2 separate regions of the Rattus norvegicus genome follow, and region 2 is linked to region 1. A link is a contact called in public Hi-C data. All regions are on one chromosome and are shown on one strand. Each heading gives the region's core, a stretch centred on a gene start, on an enhancer-like site or on the middle of the called end of the contact. The rest is flanking DNA. Distances are from core to core; before and after follow the strand shown.

What was found. A called contact is a pair of places that touch in the nucleus more often than the background predicts.
Region 2: a Hi-C map of kidney shows a contact between it and region 1, with 8 times the contacts expected there. The contact joins two enhancer-like sites. A contact is called at or near these places in 6 of 12 Hi-C or Micro-C datasets (the A7r5 cell line, the Rat2 cell line, Schwann cells and 3 more).

What each region holds. Positions count from the first base shown.
Region 1 is chr11:38,942,658-38,950,204 of GRCr8, reverse strand. No RefSeq gene overlaps it. Among named protein-coding and RNA genes, the nearest start is that of Adamts5, 410 kb to the right of the region's middle. Within about 2 kb of position 3,089, at least 2 of the 93 cell types and tissues checked have an H3K27ac peak or open chromatin away from gene starts, as enhancers often do.
Region 2 is chr11:39,303,427-39,310,973 of GRCr8, reverse strand. No RefSeq gene overlaps it. Among named protein-coding and RNA genes, the nearest start is that of N6amt1, 760 kb to the left of the region's middle. Within about 2 kb of position 4,798, at least 6 of the 93 cell types and tissues checked have an H3K27ac peak or open chromatin away from gene starts, as enhancers often do.

The DNA.
Region 1 (7,547 bases), core at 1,840-4,339:
GGGGAAGCACCCTCACAGAGGCAAGGGGGAGGAAGAAGGAGATAGGGGGCTTGTGGAGAGGAAACTGGGAAGGAGGATAACATTTGAAATGTAAATGGATAAAATAACCAATTTTTATGAAAGAAAGGTGTTTGCAATGACTAAATAGTAGATAATATGACTTTTTTAGAAAGTTTTATTGAAACACACACACACACACACACAGAGAGAGAGAGAGAGAGAGAGAGAGAGAGAGAGAGAGAGAGTCCTAAGTCCTATAACTCTATGCTTCCCAGCTGAGATTTGCAATGGAGTAATTGTAGCCTCACAGTATTAGATAGCCCCTCCTCTCCAGTTCTATTGCGTGCATCACACACAGCTTCTCCCTCAAGCCAGCTCATATTCATGGCTGTACCTTAATTCAGTAGATGTCAACGTTCCTTATATCTCTAATAACATGGGGTCTCCATTTCTACATAAACTTCACTTCATTCAATAACTCCTCTAGACCTCCTTGTAGGACCTGACACCTTGCCATACAGTTCTAGATAGTATTTGCTCTTGGGAACATGGCCTTTGTCCACTTGCTCTTGTATCTTTACATGTGTAAAATAAATACCGCATAGAGAAATAGACAGTACTGCTAAATTTGTTGCAATTTTGAGAAGTAGTCTAATCATGTGGGGCCACAGTTATATCGACTTGGCATGTGCTGAACTTGGGGAACATTTCTCAAGAGGTTTGCTCTTTAGTAGAGATGTCCTTTCATGACACTTTCAGTTCAGGCTCTCTCATTGCCAGGTAATTTGGCCTTTTATAATTTGGAACCTTTCTCGTGTTGGGTCTTGTTTTCGAAGCATGCCAGCAGAAAAGACACCAAGGTGCTAATTCACTTAATGGTTGCCGGTGTTTTCTGAGTACCTATTCTTTCTGTAACTTTCTTCTTTATGCATTTTTGTTACTTTTAGTTATGTGTATGAGTGTACCCGTGTATCAGTAAGTGCGTGTGAACACAAGTGCTTGCAGAGACCAAGAGATATCAGGTCCCCTGGAGTCAAAATTAGAGGAAACTGTTGCCCATATCTTCTGGATGTTGGACATCCAAAATCAAGTCTTCAGCAAGAATAGTTTGCAGCTTAACTTCTGAGCAGTCTCTTGAGCCTTGTCTGGCTACAACATTAGACTCCTTCCTTCCCGCTACATATTCAAATCTGCTTTCTTCCACTTCCTGCTCTTTCACAGACGGGCTGGAGATGCGAACTGACCAGCAACTATGACATAGCTTAAATTCTGTGGTCTTGAGATTTCGTCTGTCTCAACTTCATGCCCGTGACCTCACTCTGACTCAGGTTCTAAGGACTCAGAGAGAATACAATATGTGCAGCGTTTTGCTAAAATGTAATAAGAACGACCTCATCACCTAGCATCAAGTGGAACTGTCCTTGTGTCCCTTTAAAAACTAGAAGTATAGGACACCAGAACACAGCCATCAGTACCAACTAACCGGAACTCATCGGAGTTTGCAAAGACTAAAGCAGTCACAATGGATCCTGCATGGTTCTGCACCAAGTCCTCTGCATACATGTCGTAGTTCTTTAGCTTGAGGTTTTGTTGGACAATGGCAGTGGGGGGTGTCTCTAACTTCTTTGCCAGCTCATGGGACTTCATCTAGTTTTGACTGAGGGCATGTGCCTAGTTTTGTTGAATCTTAGTGTACCAAGTTTGATATCACAAGAAGGCTTGCTTTTTTCTGAAGGGAAATAGAGGAACAGTGGATCTGTGGGAGAGGAGAGGTGATATGGGATCTGAGGGGAAACATGGGATGGAGGGGAGACTGAAATGCCTATATATTGGATTAGACAGACTGAATGAATGAATGAATGAATGAATGAATGAATAGAAAATGTAGGGATCAGGCCATCATTTTCTACTTTTCTCCTGGCCTTGTTCTCTCCTGTACTCCCACCATAATCTTCCTCTAGCAATGTGTATAGCATTCTAGGGACTTTCAAACTTGTGGCTTCAAATTCCTCCTCACTCTTCCCACAAACCAGTTCTAAACATGTAAAGCCCATGCTTTAGGCTAAATTCATTAACACCCAACTTTATTGTTCCTAATTATCTGTATTAGTTACTTTCCTTATTAAAGAAATAAGGAGATAGTCCATCATAGTGGGAACACTATATGATTAGGTGATGAGTCAAGTCATTACATTGCATTAGATTAACCGTGCATCAATCAACGATTGTATCAAAACTAGATATTTAGCAGAATTTTACTCCAATAAGCAGAAATATACAGAGGTAACTTACTTTGTGAGTCTCTTAAAGTATAGAAGGGAGACAGGTATTCAGAAAATGTCCTATGGCTTGGTAGAACTACTACTATATTTAAAAATTCTAGGAAGCAAACAGAGAAGGCCCATTCAGCACAAAACCACATGTAAAGCAGACATGAAAAAATTAGTACGCAGCATTGGCAGATGGAATGCAACAGATAGTTAACACACAGCTACACTCTCTGCTTTGTGCCGAGGAAATAGTTCTAATGTATACATTACAAGACCTTCTGAAGGTCATGTGGGGTTGAGAAACTTAGAATGGTGAGAGAGATTCTGGTAGGATTAAACATCAAACTAAAAATCCAAAAACTGAAAAGTGCTGTGTCAGCAGAGAAAACATGCTGTTAAGAGCTAAATGATTACCCCTTATATTATGTAAATTGAAGCTTTAATACTCATTGCAGAGGTTAATAGTATAGGATTAGTGTCATTATAATAAAAGACACTAGAGGGCTCTGCTTGCATCTGCATGAGAAGACATGCTGAGAAAACAACAACCAGAAACCCAGGAGTTGAGTGGACTTCTGGATTGCACATATGTGGGCCAATACATTCAGATCATCTAAGACCCCAGTCCTTTGTATTTTATTGTGAACATCTGAGCTTGTGAGGACAGAGTAAATGATATCTGATTTTTAAAAAAGAGCATGTATATAATTCATCAGCTAAATGAGCCATCTCAAGGGAAGAAATGTGATTATATCTAGAGAAGCACCACCATTTGGAAATAACAGAATGGAGGAAGTCCTATGGAATGATGGAATGAACTAGGCTGTAGCACTTAAGTGAGGCTGCAGAATCTTATGTCTTCAGTAAAGCTATGGTATGTGTGGTCTTTATGTAATGGGAGGAACTGAGCCTCCAGCAGTAAGAGATTATATTCTTTGCACTCCTACCTCAGAAACAGGGTGGAGATGGCTGGGAGCAAGAGACACCAAGCCAAAGAAAACTATTCTTTTGCCTCGAGACTCTAGCGCTTACAGTTGATATTGGAACAAGCAAAGAATAACTGCATTTCGTATGCGATAAGGTCATGAAATTGAGTTTATGAGCAGTGCAGTGCTATGGACAGAATCCAATGTCTGACAAAATTTGAAGTTGATAGTCCTTAACCCAAAGCTGTTGTATTTGAAGGAGGTAGGAATTAGGGTTCAAAAAAATCATGTGCTTAGAGCTTTGATCTGATAAGTCTACAGACAGAACACAGTCATCTGTAACTCAGGAAAATGACTCACGCCAAGAAGACTCACATCCTCTATTTTGAAATTACTGTAAGCAAATATATTTAAGAAACCCTATTTATAGTATTTCTTATGGAAGCCCCAGTGGTCTAATAAACAGGACTAAATAGTCTTATTTTAAAATGATTTGAACTAACCGTCTCTTACTAAATTTCTCTAACCTCAATTGTATAAAAATATATATTTTTTTATTTTTGGAAATGTCAGTTCATTCCTTCTGAGATAGCTGCACAAACAATTCTTTTGAGTGAAGCATTGCAATATGATATAGGTGTGTTTTGCAAATCAGCCATGATTCTTCACAGAAATTCAAGAAACAACTAATCCTTAGTAATGAAGTTGTTCACATCATTTTTCTTATAAAATGTTTCTTGATTTTACACTCCCACCAGGACAGATGATGACATTAGAGCCTGGGGAATGAAGTGACTCCATATTGAAACTATATAGCGTAAAACTTACATTGGAAGTCACTGGTAAATATGTCGTAAAGTATGTTGAAAGTGAAGAGTACGTTTCTTTTCTTAAATATGTTACACAATTAAGAAAATAATACCTTCCTGAAATCCCAAAGTTGTTCAGATTTTCTAGGGAGCCAATGATTTTCCAAAAGCATGGTATACATTTCTTTATAGTTATTATTAGAAAAATAAATCATACTGCTCAAAAAACTGAATTACTTCACAATTCATAACCCAAGATTGCTAGTTACACACATAAACTAGTGAGTGTGAAAGGCAATTCAGAGAGATAACTATTTGGATTGCAACTGTCAACTATCTTGGATTATATTTGATGTGTGTGTGTGTATGTGAGGGTGTGTGTGTGTGTGTGTGTGTGTGAGAGAGAGAGAGAGAGAGAGAGAGAGAGAGAGAATGTGTGTGCGTGCATGTGTGTACACGTTCACCCACACATGCATGCCTGCTCACACACACATGTATTTACAAGTTTACTCTTTTGCAGAATTTACTTTGTGGATTTCCCCTCTTCTGTACTTCTTTTTTAAAGTATGTGAAGAAAATAAAAGCATAAATAATATTCAAGTGTCTTATCTTGTAACAAAATCCTTTTTTCTTGATGTTTTGTGCCTCATTTCTACAAAAGGACAGCTCCTAACACTGTTTAAATAAAACAAAATTTTATCTCTAGCATAATAACGGTTGTACAAAGGGGGAATATTTTAACATTAGTAGTTATATAAATTACAATTTCTAAAATTAAGTTTAAAAATGAAAGCACTGAAAATTTTAATTGCTTTTGATTGTCACTTCTTTTTCAAGGGTCATTCTCTAAAATAGCATATAAAATTAAGATTTTTCATACTAATACAGTAAGCCATGTTCTACATTTAATAAATATTTTGCTGGTAGCTGGGTGGTGCCGAGCACACAAAGTAGTCCTGTTGAGTTCTGTGGAGTTGAGTCAGGTCTTCTGGAAATGTTGCATACTTATCACTTCTTTTGTCTTCGTGAGACAGATACTGATCAGGAACATTCAACCCACCAGTGCTGCCTCACCTGTCAAAGACGTGCCAACCTGAACAAGAAATCATTTCCATTCAATTAGCTCATGTTTGAAACTAAAGACATTAACGTATCATGGTTTCATACTCAATTCTAAAACCAAGAATTTGGTGGAGGAGTCATGTTTGTTTTAGATTTCTAGCAATACTTGTTTTATTGGGGGTGGGTGGGTGGAGTTGGGTCCTTTGGCCTCTTCATGTAGTTTCTGTGCCAGGATTAGCTGGTCATTGTTCATGGCGATTTGACTCTCTCCAGGGAATATGTAGCCATTTGAGGCTCAGGATTGGAAATCACAAGGCATCATTTCTGACGATCCACTGGCTAAGACAAACAATGTCTGCCCAGGTTCTAAGCACGTGGCATTTCAAACCTCTTTAAGGGTCACACTCAACGATTCTCTAGTTATCTTTATCAGCTTCTATTTCTATAGGCCACCTGGCTCATAGGTTTGAAACTCTTTTTCCCCCTTGGATAATTTTTTGTATTTACATTTCAAATGTTATCACCTTTCCCCTCCTCCCCTGTCCCCTTTCCCTGTCCCTCTTTCTGTGAAGCTCCTTCAATCCTTTCTCTAACTCTTCCATTGGAGTCCCCTTTTTCAGTCCGATGGTTAGCTGCAAGCATCCTCACCTGTATCAGTAAGGCTCTGGCAAAGCCTCTAAAGAGGCATCCATATCAGGCTCCTGTCAGCAAGCACTTCTTGGCTTCATCAATAATGACTGGGTTTGGGGGCTGCATGGGGGATGTCCAGGGGAGTCATCTCTGGATGATCTTTTCTTCAGTCCCTGCTCTACTCTTTGTCCTTGTATTTCCTCCAGTGAGTTTTGCTGGAATACACAGCTAAACAAAGAATTCTCAACTGATAAGTACCAAATACCTGAAAAGCGTTTAAAGAAATGTTCAACATCCTTAGTCATCATGGAAATGCAAATCAAACAACCCGGAGATTCCACCTCATACCAGTCAGAATGGCTAAAACCAAAAGCTTAGTGACAGCAGATGCTGACAAGGATGTGGAGAAAGAGGAACACTCCTCCATTATTGGTGGGATTGCAAGCTGGTACAACCACTCTGGAAATCAGTCTGGTGGTTCCTCAGAAAATTGGATATAGTACTACCTGAAGACCCAGCTATACCACTCCTGGGCATACACCCAAAAGATGATGCAACATATAACAAGGACACATGTTCCACTCTGTTCATAGCAGCCTTATTTATAGTTGCTAGAAGCTGTAAAGAACCCAGATGTCCTTGAGCAGAGGAATGGATACAGAAATTACTATAAATTTACACAATGGAGTACTACTCAGCTATCAAAAACAATGACTTCGGGGCTGGGGATTTAGCTCAATGGTAGAGCGCTTACCTAGGAAGCGCAAGGCCCTGGGTTCGGTCCCCAGCTCCGAAAAAAAGAACCAAAAAAAAAAAAAAAAAAAACCAATGACTTCATGAAATTCATAGGCAAATTAATGGAACTGTAAAATACCTGTTTTAGGTTAACTATTCTTCTCACTGTCAATCATGCACTGTTCTCATTTCCACAGTTACCAACAAAGAACATAGACTGTCAAGTCCTTATTGAGGTTTTTTTTTTCCTTTATCATTTATTGTAATGTTAACTGAAGGCCCCAAAACTTGGTGTCTGAACATAGCCCTGGGGCCCTGTCCCCAAGTTAATTTTGATTGGTGAACAAAGATGCCAACAGCCAATAGGTAGGCAGAAGACACATATTTGGGGCTGAGGTTTCCTGAGCTTGGGTCCAAGATAGTAATTAGTAGGGGTTAGCGTTAGAAAGTAGATTCTAACAACATGGAGGATAGGCAGCCACAAAGCTGTTGTGCTGCTTAAGGTTTGTTGTAAGTATAAAGACTGTAATTTTGCTTTTCTTCCAGGAACTCAAAAACAAAAGGTGGGCTAGATTCTGCAGGCCTGGATTTTCAATAATCTTATTGCAAGGTCATGTTACTATTGGGAATATTTGAAGAGTTGTCCATAAATTTCCTTCCAATTTTCCTTTTGTATATTTACATAGTAGTTTTTTTTCTTTTATTGCATTATTTTTAATTTGCACTTCAAATATTGCCTCCCTTTTTCTGTTTTCCATCAAGAAAGCCTCTATCCCATCCCCCCCTTACCCTGCTCTTATGAGGGTGTTCCCCCACTCACCCACCCACTCCCTCCCACCTCCCTGCCCTGACATTCCCCTACACCGGGTCATCAAGCCTTGACAGGACCAAAGGCCTCTCCTCCAACTGATGCCTGACAAGGTTATCCTCCACTCCGTATGCAGACGGAGTCACAGGTTCAACCTTGTGTTCTCTTGGGATTTTTAAAGAAAAATTCACACACAACCAATAAACTTTAAGATGTACTGGTACATCATAATTTTGATTTCAGTAATTTGTGAAGAACTTTACAATAATAGGATCTCCAGTGCTTACAGAAAGAGGCAGTGAATTAT
Region 2 (7,547 bases), core at 3,549-6,048, 360 kb before region 1:
CCCTACTCATAAGTGTATGCTTCCCACTTCATCTCTATTATCCTGGGACTTACTTAAGAGTGGCTTATGCAGAAGAGAGTTAGGGAGCCAGGGAAATCAAAAGAAGCCATTGTTCTTCATGCTCCATAGCTCCTAAGATCACACAAGTCCAAGAAAAGGGAGATATAGGCCAGTAAAAAGTGGGTATTTGCAATGTGGATCATTTTAACTGCTGCATTTGATAAATTGTAACAGTACCTGTGTGGTTGGGGCTTGTGTTGAACCTGTAGTATGGAGAATTCTAACAGACTTCATTGCTATATCTTAGTCCTTGAATTTTTAATGCTCTGGAAACATGGGTACCAATATCTGACATTTTATACTAGGCTTGTTGGAAGTTTTATTTAGCAGGCCAAAACAAATCATGTATAGGTATTAAAAGTAACTCCTGTTCCCACACAGCATAAGATGTGCTTTGGTACACATAAGAACTTCCTCCCCAGATAGAGAGGCAAAGTTTAGAACAGAGACAGAAGGAACGTCCATTCAAAGCCTGCCTCACATGTGGCTCATACATATACAGCCACTAAACTAGATAAGATGGATGAAGCAAAGAAGTACAGGCTGACAGGAACCGGATGTAGATCTCTCCTGAGAGACACAGCCAGAATATGACAAATACATAGGTGAATGCCAGCAGCAAACCACTGAACTGAGAACGGGACCCCCGTTGAAGGAATCAGAGAAAGGCTTGATAGAGCTGAAGGGGCTTGAGACCCCATATGAACAACAATGCCAGCCAACCAGAGCTTCCAGGGACTAAGACACTATCCAAAGACTATACATGGCTGACCCTGGGCTCCAACTGTATAGGTAGCAATGAATAGCCTAGTAAGGGCACCAGTGGAAGGGGAAGCCCTTGGTCCTGCCAAGGCTGGACACCCAGTGAATAGGATTGTTGGGGGGAGGGTGGTAATGGGAGAAGAGTGGAGAGGGGAACACCCATATAGAAGGGGAGAGGGAGGGGCTAGGGGATGAAAAGAAAAATAAAAAAAGATAAAAAAAGAACTTCCTCCCCATCCCTTTGTATATACTATGCATATTTTAAGGACTTTATTTTATTATGTGCATTTACCTTTTTGTGGAGGTGTGTTGGGTACATGAATGCAACACCCATTAAAGACAGAAGATGGTATATGATTTCCTAGAACATGAGGTATAGGCAGTTAGGAATTACTTGATTTGGGTTTTGGGAACCAAACCCAAATCCTCTGAAAGGACAGTGCACATTCTCACCTCCCGAGCAGTCTCACAGATGCTTCTCATTGTATATTTAATGATACCTCATGCTATCCCAGATCAAGTCGTCAATGTTAAATGTACCAAATGTATACGCTGGTTCAGCACACTCTTTTAATTTTTGTGTACAACACTTTGTGATGTGTGTACATTTGTCTTTTGTGAAATAATAGTTTTCATGCAACTCTAGTTTCAGTTTTATCAAAATTTACACATTTTAAAAACTCTAGAGACTTAAACTTTAATATATAACATATTTAAAATGAAAGTTTTATTGTTAACATAGTAGAAAATAGAGCAGATACTAAAGTAAACTCTATAGGACACAGTATCAAGAAACAAAGGCTCTGACTCTCTTCTCTCTCTTTGACCCCTTTCTGCCTCTCTCCCCTGTCCTCTGCCATTTTCCTTCTACACGTGTTCCTAGCCAGCCTCTTCCCTTCTCTTTCTCTCTCTGTCTTCTGACTCCTCTCTTTCTCTGCCTCTACTCCCTTCCCAACTCCCCTTTCCATTCCTCCAAATAAACTTTATTCTATACTTAAAAAGAAACAAAGAATAAACAAAGAGGATGGAGCTTCTAATGTGACTTACAAGTTATGACAACTAATTTTAAAAATTAGGACGCTCAAAGGGTTGGTGACTTTGCTGGCAGTTAGCTGCTCCTGGATGTTTACAAATCTGTTCCTGACTATTTAAGAGAATGAAGAGGTTTTACAAAGTAGCAATCAAAGAAAGGAGGAAGAGATAAAAATCTCAAGAAGCATAGAGTCCAAGTCCACATAGTATATAATTGTGTGCCTCAAATTTTAGATTATATCATATATTTCAATTAAACATATAATTCATTAATTGCAAATGTGATTTTCAGTATGATTTTCAAGATTCTATTTCTTTTTATTTTGTGTGATGTGTGTTTAGGCTACATGTGCCTGTGAAGACCAGAAGAGGACACTGCATCATCTGGGACTGGAGTTTCAGGTAGTTATTTACTACCTTATAAATAACAAGGTAGGGATTGAACTGAAGTCCTCTGGAAGAGTAGCCACTGCTCTCAACCACTGAGCCATCACTCCAGCCTATCAGGAAAAACTGTCCTAAACCGGACAGGACATTAAGGCTATAATTATTTCACTATTTGAAATAAGGTTTAACCAGAAAGTTTACATGGAGTTAAAAAGTAACTAAATATTTAAAATGAGTCAAACTGAGTGTGCTTTGTTCAGTTCAGGTCTGTTAAATATCAAGGGTGGACTTGCATAAGATCAGCACTTAAATCGGTCAGCTATCTCACGCTGATAAATAACAGAGGGGCAGAGACTGCCTTTTAAAACTAAATGATTCCAAGAAGGCAAAAGTTGAGCCCTCCTGACTCATATTCATGAACACACACTCATGTGTTTCCATCTGTTTGCCCGTCTATTCTTTTATAGTAAAACCTGCACAAACACCAAATCCATTCTCATAAATAATTTCAGTGACTGATATATACAGTATTCGGGTAAGAAAACACATGGAAGGACAGAAGAGAGTCTATTTAAGTGGCAACGACAAATGCCTTTACTACTTTTCTCTTTCTAGTGCAGATACTTGGGTTAGGAACAAAGACTGTTAGGTAAGGAGCTTAATAATCATCAACCTTCTTAAACCAAAGGACAAAACAACCACTGTAGGATTTTGATCTGTCAGCAATCTCTCTTCTAGTTCATTCATCACAAGGTCCCTAGATTTAACAAGAACCCACTTCAAAGACCACGGGAAACCCACCTCTTCAACAAAAGTCCTCTTTGAGCCTTTGCAGAGTGATTGCTTCTTTTACTCTTTATCCCAGAGGCGAATTTCAGGTTTGCTGATATCATAATCTTGAACAATAGACTTTGAAATTCTAAATAATTATTGCTTACTTTTTCCCCCATTGCAAAGTTACTGAGATTCCGGTAATATCACAGTGTTGGTTTTTGTTTATATTAAAATAAGCATGAATTCAGGAAACATGATGCATAATTTTGCTTACGTCACAGTACAAAAGAATATTTAGGAATAACAGAACCTGAAAATATGGTGTTTAGCCATGGCGAGATGATTCTTGCTGCCAAGACTGATAAAACTTGATTCTGAAAACTGGGCTCACAGGGTGGAAAGAGAGAGACCCAACTGGAACGAGTTGTCCTCTGGCCTCCTCATGTTTGTCAAGGCATGAGCTCCACATAACAACCACAAAGAAAATAAATATAATACATCTCATGACCCTGCAAGTTCAGGTAGGAATCTGGAGAGATGGTTCAGGGGTTAAGAGCACTTATACCCTTGCTGAGGACTCAGTGGATTTGGTTCCTAGCACCCATGCCAACTCTGACTCCAGAGGATCCAAGGTTCTCTTCTTCCCTCCGAAGACTCCTGCAAACACATGGTGTACATATATTCACTGGATCAGACATACTTACATTAAAAGTTCTTTAAAAAAAACTCCAGAAAAGAGCTCTGACGGTAAAATTTTTAAAAGTAGGATTTATGGTAATTGCCAGATTGATGCAGAAAACGTTTATGAGTGCTTTTCAGATTCTCTTCAGTGTGTTATGATGTAAGAAATAAACTTTGGTTGTCACTTATTTTCTCTGCTGGCCTGCATTCCTTTGTGCATACTCAGGGACAACTTTTGATCTAAATACTTCTTTCTGCACTTATAGTTAGAATGACTCTTAATTTTACACATGCTAGGGTGATCTTCATCACATGAAACTGTGGTAATGTGGTCTTCTGTTGTATGGATGAAGGAACCAGAAGACGATACGATGAGCAGTGTCAGGTCCCTCTGTAGGAGCACAGGTTCATGGGCGGCAGCTTGTTTCAGGTCACTCATTCTCTGGGACCTTGTCTTTGACTGTTGGACTTCAGGTCCTTGCCTGCTTCCCACAGCACTAGTGTGCCAATTACTTGGACACAAGCGTGTCATGTGCCACTTTGTATTGTCAGTCATGTAAGCTGACTCAAAGTTACTGGAAGCTCTTTCCAAATCTTATATCAGAAGATAAAAAACAAGGGACATTGTTATGACTCAAAATTTAGAAATTTCTTGTTTATAACGTTTTAGAGAGATCAAAACAGATGTACTTTTGGAAAATCTAAAATAATAAAGTCAGCAATGTTATTATGTGCATGCAGATTACATAAAACTTCTCCGTAGCCACAGAAAGTTTGTTGTGGCACAGAGACGAAGAAACAGAACTGAAAGGATTTGTTCATTTTTTGCATGTGATAATGATTACCAGAGTCATAACCATCAGAAGTGAGTACCAACTACAGGCAAATAAAGTTTCACAGGCCCCAGTGAGCAGAAATTGCTTAACACAAGGGCAGATTACTGTGTTTTGACACATGGAGAGAGAAATAAAAAGGATCAAGGGTTCCTTCTCACCAGACTTTAGAAGTGAGAGAACTCTGTGTCACTCTTCCTTTTATGTTGAGCCCGAGGACTCTCAACTAACATGGGTTTTCTGGCACAAGGTCATTTCCTTAAATATTCCAACTTCAACCACTAGATGTCATGCAGAGATCATAGAGTAAACTGTCTTGGCTGCTTATTACATTAATCATGGCCAGTTTTGTAAAGTCAATATTTAAGGTAGTCTGGGGGAAATGTCTGATTGGTATTAAAGGTGTAGAACAGCAATGCTTTATTTCATATTATGTTTGATGTTTGCAAACACTTCTGGCAAATATAAAAGACTCACCCTACATGTTATAGAATACTACTTCACAAACCTGAAAAAAAATGCAGATTCAGAGGTTAAAACAATCTGAAAGTTTGTCAAATCAATAGTATAACAATGTAATATTATATGGTAAGAAACTGTGAATCCAAACAACTAGAGTGAAGGTGTCCTAGATTTATTTTTAAGGATTTGAACCTTGGAGTCATTTGGATGAAAAATTAGCTTGGCCATATACTAAATGAGTAAATCTAGTATAACACTTTGAGGTAACTGTGAACAACTACAATGGAGTGATTGTGAAAATTCAGGGAAACACTCGACATAGATCATTCAGAAGACTTCTTGGCATATTGTAGGTGTCCAGTCAATCACTCTGATTGCTTCAATTATGCCTCTATCATAAATGAGACTGCTGTATAAGGTAGTTATGGAACCAGATTAGAAAACATAATTTAGCAATGGAATGTGAACTCATACACAGAATAAGAGGTAAGGTTGATCCTAAAGAATTGCTAGTTCTTCAGGAATACAGAAAATGGGACTCTGGTCCATGAGGATCTTTGAACATATCTTGAAAGAAAAAAAATGAAGTTTGACTCAATTGTTACATAAGATATGCTTGGTAAGTGTGCTGGGTACCTGGTTCATCTACCCATTAGGGTTTGTGACTTCAAATGTTTGCTTTCTAATATTACTTTTTAATTCTCTTACTCCTCAGGTTTTCTTGTGCTTCTTCTTGAGTTCAAAATTTTGAAGCCATGGGTTATTATTGAAGTTATGAGTTTATAAGTTGTTGCATGGGGAGGTCTCTGAGAACCCCAGGACAATATAAGCAATTGCCACTGTGGGCTGCCCACTAGAAACACATACTAACACCCTAGTGTTTTAGGCACCATATGCATTTGTATAAGATATAGAGAACACCAGCTGGGTGTGAGGTGGGATTTTCTTCCTTGGTGTCTAGCCCTCATAGTACCAAAGGATGCTATAAAGACTGCTAGGAGAGTTGCTCTCAATACCTCTACCCAAGATGTATGAAGAACAAAACCAGTTGAAAGAAACAAAGAAAGAAACCAAAGAAACAAGTAGCATTGTCTGATAAGCTCACTGGTGCAGTATTTGAAAAGTTTGTTTAGGAGGTAATTGTCCTCTCTCTGATCAGATCTGAGGTCAGCCTTTCAGTAGGCTCCTTATGCCTGGAACTGTAAACATGGACTAGGGACATGTTTAAAGTCTATAGTAGGAAAAAAACCTGCTGTTGTTTTGTGCTAAGTGGACATGATTTTCCCTCCAAATGGCATTCTAAATAAACATATTTATTCCCCGAGCTTAGTGCTGCCATCTGCTTTGGATGAAGATGCATGCATTGCAGTGGGTAATGGGTAACTGCAGAGTCATAACTGGCCAGAGTGCTGAAAATACATGACAGTTAAAGGATTATTCACAACTGCGATGTCTATACCCTCCCCGAGGCCCAGAGAACATTGTGTACGTGAGAAAAAGACAATAAGAAAAAGATGGTAAGACAATGGATATTATGGCATTGTGGTCTTTAGGCACATCAGATTTGTGTTAACGTGACCAAAATATATTGCATATATTTGTGGAGTTTACAATGAAATAGTAAGTAAATAATATTTGTCAATAAAATATAAGAAAAGAAGGCAAGAGTAAACTAGCATTATTATGATAATAAATAACAATAGTAAACCATCTCTTAATGACCTATCATTATAACAATAGATTAAGGCATTAATCAATCAACAGTTGGGAAACTCCTGATTGTAGTAGATGAGGATCCACACAGGGACCCACAATGGTGAAAGTGAGGAAGATAACAGATTGCTCAGTCTTTATCTGTAGACATAGACCCATTTCCTCCTCAGGGCAATGGAGGAACTGTTCTCAGTTACTGGGTAAGGGTAGTCCAGGTTTCTCTCTAATAAGTTGACCATTCTCCAGTGGGAGGTAGCACATCCAAGAAATTTTATGTAGTGCAATTTGGCCTTGATGGTGGACAAGGGGATGCCAAATAAAGTGGACAGGGAAGGGGATGGGGTTGAGAAGAGCTTAGGGGAAGGTGATTATAAACAAGGCACATTGTATGAAGGAAGCTCACGAAGAAAGTTTAAAAAATGTGAAGTAACACACATGTTGAATTGCGAGCTCATTGATTAAAGGGGCATTTTGCTGTATGAATGATAGAAGTTGATAAAATTTATCCCAAGGGAAATTGCATACTTTTTCTCCAGGCAACATTGATTTGTCAAGACTAAACTTAACTCATGTAGTTAGATATGTATCTTATAAACGTTCCTTTGCTTTTTCTTGTTCTTGTTGTATCTGAAAACTTGATCACAATAGTGGGTTAGGGTATGGGAAGATGGTAGAGGCAGAGGGATCAGAAGTTGGGTTTGACATTGTGCCTCTTAGAAATTTGAGAAGTTATACCTATGAGGTGTCACCAGTATGGCTATCTGAACATAGAAATGCTAACCACATTAATAGACATGCTAACACAAATGGAGGGACACTCATAAGGCTTTACATTATAGAAAA